2 separate regions of the Bombyx mori genome follow, and region 2 is linked to region 1. The links are chromatin contacts, called in public Hi-C maps. All regions are on one chromosome and are shown on one strand. Each heading gives the region's core, a stretch centred on a gene start, on an enhancer-like site or on the middle of the called end of the contact. The rest is flanking DNA. Distances are from core to core; before and after follow the strand shown. Region 1 has its middle 54 kb from the start of LOC101742752. Region 2 has its middle 38 kb from the start of LOC134199671.

What was found. Hi-C and Micro-C count contacts between places; a contact is called where the count stands out from the background.
Region 2: a Hi-C map of posterior silk gland shows a contact between it and region 1, with 4 times the contacts expected there. The contact joins two enhancer-like sites. A contact is called at or near these places in 5 of 7 Hi-C or Micro-C datasets (middle silk gland, midgut, posterior silk gland and 1 more).

What each region holds. Positions count from the first base shown.
Region 1 is chr11:8,438,754-8,441,859 of ASM3026992v2, forward strand. No RefSeq gene overlaps it. Among protein-coding and RNA genes, the nearest start is that of LOC101742752, 54 kb to the left of the region's middle. Within about 2 kb of position 1,583, at least 5 of the 8 cell types and tissues checked have open chromatin away from gene starts, as enhancers often do.
Region 2 is chr11:8,523,051-8,526,156 of ASM3026992v2, forward strand. No RefSeq gene overlaps it. Among protein-coding and RNA genes, the nearest start is that of LOC134199671, 38 kb to the right of the region's middle. Within about 2 kb of position 1,596, at least 4 of the 8 cell types and tissues checked have open chromatin away from gene starts, as enhancers often do.

The DNA of each region.
Region 1 (3,106 bases), core at 333-2,832:
GCAATGGATATACTACTGGAGATATAACCCAAGGATTGTTGACGTCACGTACGGTCGTAATACTCGCGCCAAATCCCTATGAGCAGCATTATAAGTGCACATATTACGTCGAATCCACATAATTTGGGACAAGCGTAAGAAGCAGAAGGTATTCGGTCTTATTACTAAAGAAGTCCAATGAGTTTGTATTCAGAGATGCAATTATATCAGGTTTAAAAAATGGAGCAACCAGTTACCAATCCTTCCTAAAGATATAGCACGTATCTAGTAGCAACGACCTACGCGACGAAGTTTCCGGATTTTTTTTTATTGCCTCTGTAGGCAGACGAGCATACGGCCCACCTGAAGGTGAGTGGTTATCGTCGCCCATGGACATCAGCAATGCCAGGGGCAGAGCCAAGCCGCTTACTACCGAATTTACTAATTGTAAATTTTGTCAGCGCATGAATATCGCAAGACATAATGGCTCAACCTTTTTTAAAGAAAATGAAGACAGCTTATTCTCTTCGAAGCTTCATTGTTCGCTTTCGATGTAAGTGGCCATTATGTCAATTATAAAGATGGTCATTCAATACCTTACAATGCGGCCGGAAAATTTGTAAGTTTTCTTTTTAATAACTTATTCATTGTTTTAGGTATTGATTTTGTATTGTTGAAGTGAAGGAGGAGAGGGTGAATGGCAAAGTTTTTTTTTTTAATAAACGCGACGTTATAATTTTTTTTTTAATTACTTTCGTCTCTTATAATTTTTATAGGAAAATATCAATAACATTTTTTTCGATTTCGCGGGTCATAGGCCTGATTAAAATAACTTTTACGGCTTAATTTAACATAAATAGGACTAAATCGTAAATACATATAGTTTTAATTAAAGCCCTTTATAAATGCACAAGGTTATCAAAACATCCGATTTTTATTAATATCAACAACTTAAAAGTTTACAAAATTTGTGTAAAAATATTTTGAAAGCAATCAGTTTTTTTACAAACAATAATCTGAATTTAACAATACATATTTAAAATTTACGTGAAGTTATTTAATACTCTTTTAAAATTAAATTAAACTGAAATTTACAGATCTGAAAATGTAATAGCCTTGTTTAAATAAGAAACGACTTCACAAAGTCGGCGCCTCTTTATTCGTTGATAGCTAACATTTTTAGTATTTCAAAATGGTTGACTAGCAGCCATAACAGTTTAAGATTTGAATTTGGAGCGCTTTCCCCACATGCACACAAGCTTACAGGAGGAAACGTGTGCACAAGGGGTGAATTATAGAGTCGGTAAAACAGCATTTCGTACTTATGTCTATTCATCAATAGGTGGCGCTTAATGCCACAAATTGAAAATGTAACAGAAAATAATAAAAAATATATACGAGCACGATTAATAAATTTGTTAAATTATCAGTTTTCAGAAACTAAAGAATTTACTACTAAAATAGCTTAATTTTTGCTTTTGTTTTGTCTTCTCGACGCTAGATGGCGCTGCGCGTTTCTTAACTTGTTCAAAGCGAAACATTAAATTTGTGTTAGCCTCTGAGTACGTGACTTTGTGCTTAAACCGTCTCATTTTCCATCGAAATTGCCACCTCACATCTTATTCGATACGATTTTAAGCATTTATATTCGTTTCCCGGCGTTTTTATGGAGATATATGTACTTTAGAAAGTCCATTTAATTAATGTGTGGTAAATTCTTATTAGAATCGAGAGCTATTGGAATGAACAAACCAATTTGTTTACTATGAAACTTCTTACTCACATTGCTATTTTTATATTCTAAAACGGAAAGATTTGTTTGCACAATAATTTATGATCATTATTACTGACAGTATAGTATCTTTGTCGTGTGTCACTGGCAATGGTTTGAAAATAAAATAATAAATAAAATTAAAGAAAAAGTCTTTATTTGATCCTGCTACATTGCTTCTTAATTTACTAAATTTATTTATACTATAACACTATGTTTAATTACTAGCAAGGTCCCCAGGTTGGATAAAAGCCTCCTCCAATGATGACCACTTCTCTCTATTCTAGGCTAATTGCCACCACTCTTTTTGGGCCAGCTGCTTTTTTTATTTCGTCCTCCCAGCGTGTCAAGGGCCTTCCTTTCTTCATTTTTCCTTGAGGTCCTGTCCATATGGTGGTTTGAAGTTGAAGTTTGAAAATTATATTATGATCTCTTCTTACATTTGAATTGAAATTTCTTTATTAAGTTCTTTCTATACGGCATTTTTATTTCTACGCCAATATAATAAATATGAAAGTTTGTATGTTTGTTACTCAGGACATTAAAAATATGTTCACAAAACAACGAATCTATAAATTAACGGATCAGAAAGCGACACAAGCAATTTTTTGTCCCGAGAAAATGAATCTTGTTTCATTCTTTCTCAATTACTAATTAAAAGCGAGCGTATCCGCGGTGCTCGTCTAGTGGTATATATAAGTTACATTATCTTAATGCAGTTCGAATTTTAACCAAACGTAACCAAGGTATATGGACCCCAGCCAGTGACTTCGGAGTACCGTTGACAGCACTTCATTCTGTCATCAGCTTGGTACTAGTCAGATCGGTAACTATGGCTAAATGAAAAAAAAATCCGAGGTAAATTGACGTACTTATTGGAAATATGGAACTTTCATAATGGTACATTTTTTTTCCTACCTAGGCTGATAGCCTTGAGAGGCTATTTCAGCTTCGCCCTAACGTTTATAGGTGAGCTAACCCTAGTAAGAGCAGTGCTTCGCAGAATCTACTACCGGATCGAAAACGCGACCGACTGAGAAGATCCGGCGAGAAACTCCGTGGGCTGTGTCGATGGGTTAATTCGCTCGTCGAGCCCTTCGTCGCAAGCGACGGGCTCGACGAGGACGGTGATCGGTGTTTGTTATGCCTAAAAGCACCGTCAATGGATCAGGAATGGTACATAGTTTTAATCATTGTCAAAGGTATATGACCTTTTTTATCATACACGGAAATTAACAATATGTGTGCAATGTTAGTAGCGTTAAATATCTTACTCTATTATTTTAATTACTAACCCTCGACTTCTTATTTTTCACGCTGGTAATGGTATGGCATTCCAGAAACTTGCACCGTCAG
Region 2 (3,106 bases), core at 346-2,845, 84 kb after region 1:
GGTAGCACAAGTCATCAGCACACCGAGCCGCGACTAATAATAATAGCCTTCCCATTGCGTAAACCTGCCTATCCCCCAACTCTTAAAAAAAAATCCGCTCATAAATTAAGTTATCTCTCTCGACTGTCTAAGCTCGTTGTTTCCGTGCAAAGAAATCTGTAAAACGGCATGTCTAGGGAAAGATAAAAAAATACCTATTAGAAATACTCTAAAATCAAAGTTGCATATTTGAAAAAAAAATTTTTGCTTACTTGGTTGGACGAGCTCACAGCCCACTTGGTGTCAAGTGGTTACTGGAGCCCATAGACTTCTACAACGTAAATGCCGCCACCCACCTTGAGATATGAGTTCTAAGGTCTCAGTATAGTCACAACGGCTGCCCCACCCTTCAAACCGAAACGCATTACTACTTCACGGCAGAAATAGGCGGGGTGGTGGTACCTACTCGTGCGAACTCACAAGAGGTCCTACTACCATTAAAAAGTGAGTTTAGTGATTATTAAATATCTATTTTAGTACACTTGAGCGAAACTTTACAAACACAGCGGCTCTGTTAAATGAACTAATCAAAAGGATCAAATTCGATTTAAAATTGCGTATTTAAAATTAATTATGTTAAAAATATTGTTTTATGAACAATTTCAATTAAATTGTTTTCTAAAAGTTTTATGTAATTTTATACGTTCATTCAATTAAGATTAAGTTTATTTTAAGCTTAATTAAGGTTGATTAGATATCGGAGTTAGTTCAAAGCTTTTTCAAGAAAGGCTATATATGTATTTTTAATCGTTCATTGATTTACGAAACATTTTTAATGGGCTATAAAATCACATCTCTGATTGCGCTTAAAGTGCACTTGTGATAATCAAAGCTCGCACCTCGTAAACGTTTAGACGTCTGCATCCTTCGATTCCTGCTAAGTTTATTTAATTTTAAGTATTGTTTTTTAACCAGCATAAAAAAATGAGGTCGTTATCAATTCGACTGTACTTTTTTATGTTTGTTACTTTTTAATTTGAAAGCTTCTCATTCTGACTTAAATGCTATGAATTCGAATAAATTGAAATTGTTAATGAAATTGAGTAATACAAAATGCGCTAAACTAAAAAAAAATGTAATTATTTGTAATTGTTAAATGCTTAAAGTACAATTATTTCAAATGTCATTTTGAAAAGACTTAATTAACCGATCAATTGTTGTTCTTGTCCCGTCTAATTTTAATAAAAATCAAATAAGTTGAAGTTACAAAAATATAGGTGTATATATATTTTTTTTAAATGTAGTTACTGGCAAATGCTTTAACTTATTCCAAAACGAATGGCGTAAATTTTTTTCTAAATATACTAGTGCATTATTATTACACCATTCGAATGTGGCAGCAGTCTTCACACAGAACTTTGTGTTGCTCCTTATTCGTCAATAAGTTTCAGTTCAAATTTCTAAACTCCCTAACATAAGTTTTCTTTCACAGATAACGTAACGTAAAACTTGGAATTGATAAACTAAATTCTGCTAAAAGTTTTGTATGGGTTCAAATTGGAGCGTGGATCCCGAAGTGTTCGGTTGTCTGTTTTATCAACATTGCCGCTTCTGAAGTTATTCTACGCGACGCTAGATGGCGCTAGCAGCTTTAAACTGTCAAAATTCTTATTAGCGTTTCAGTAATTTTTTAATTCTAATTTTTTTTAATTTTAAATATTTAGTTGGAATGGAACTTATTTGCTATAAATTTAAATTATGGTTATTAATAGTAGAGAAAATCACAATCACAAAGTTGTACGTAGAATTGTAATAAGATTTGAAATATTAGGAAGTCACGTATATAATTGTTTTATAAGCCTTATCAAGTAAAACTAAGTTGAAATACTTTACAATTTATTTGTTAATTAAATAGTAAGCTAAGTACTAAGTTTTCTTTAAAAGTTTTTGTAATGCGTAATATTTCTTATAGGATGAAAAAATAACAATTATGGTCGAAGTATTTGTAATTTTTGAAGCTACTCAGGAACTAAAATAAATACACAGCGAAATGTAGCAATTTCGATGGCTGTAAATAAATAAATTCCAATTGGGGGCTTTTGTAAAGTTTCATACAAATGACCAACAGATGGCATTGTTAAAAAATCCAATACAAATTTAAATTGTTTGATTATTTTTATTTTCATAGATGGCGTTACAATTCTGAATGGTCTATTAGATGTTAATCATCATCATCATCATCTCAGCCTGTCCACTGTCCACTGCTGAACATAGACGTCTCCAAGTGTTCTCCAGTGCGGCCGGTCTTACCAGGTCGTCGGTCCATCTGGTAGGTGGCCGTCCCACGCTGCGTTTGCTAGTACGTGGTCTCCACTCGAGGATCTTTCTGCCCCATCGGCCGTCCGATCCGCACTATGTGGCCTGCCCACTGCCACTTCAGTGTGCTAATCCTACGGACTATGTCAGTTACTTTGGTTTTTCTACGGATCTCTTCATTTCCGATTCGGTCTCGTAGAGAAATACCAAGCATAGCCCTAACCATAGCTCGCTGCGCGACACTGAGCTCCCTAAACAGATCCCTTGTGAAGCACTCGATGTTAATGAGTTTTTTTAATACAAAATCAGTTATTAGTATATGGTTAAGAAAATGTAACTTCCAAAGTAATGGTTTTTTAAACCACATTATATTTTCTACAACTTACTAATTATCCATTTCGAGGGTTATGCCAGTAGTCACCACGCTTGGCAGGCGGGTTGGTGACCGCAGTACTATGTCCTTTCCTCAGGGCATGCTGCTGCCCATGTCCTGATGTGTTTTTATTTAGAGACATAGCTTATTATGGATAGTTATACCGCCATCGGTCGGTCGCCAGGGCCCCGTCCGTTAGCTAGCAGGGTGCACCACGGGCAGGTGAGGTTGGCTATTGAGTAGCTGAGATTCCATTGCCACCCCTTACACCCGTTGGACCGATGACTTGCGGCGATATGCTGGGAGAGATTGGATGCGGAAGGCGGAGGATCGTTCATTGTGGCGGACTATGGGAGAGGCCTACATCCAGCAGTGGAGAGATACAGGCTGATGATGATGCTGATGATGACTAATTATCCTTTCGGGTCTAATGCGGTT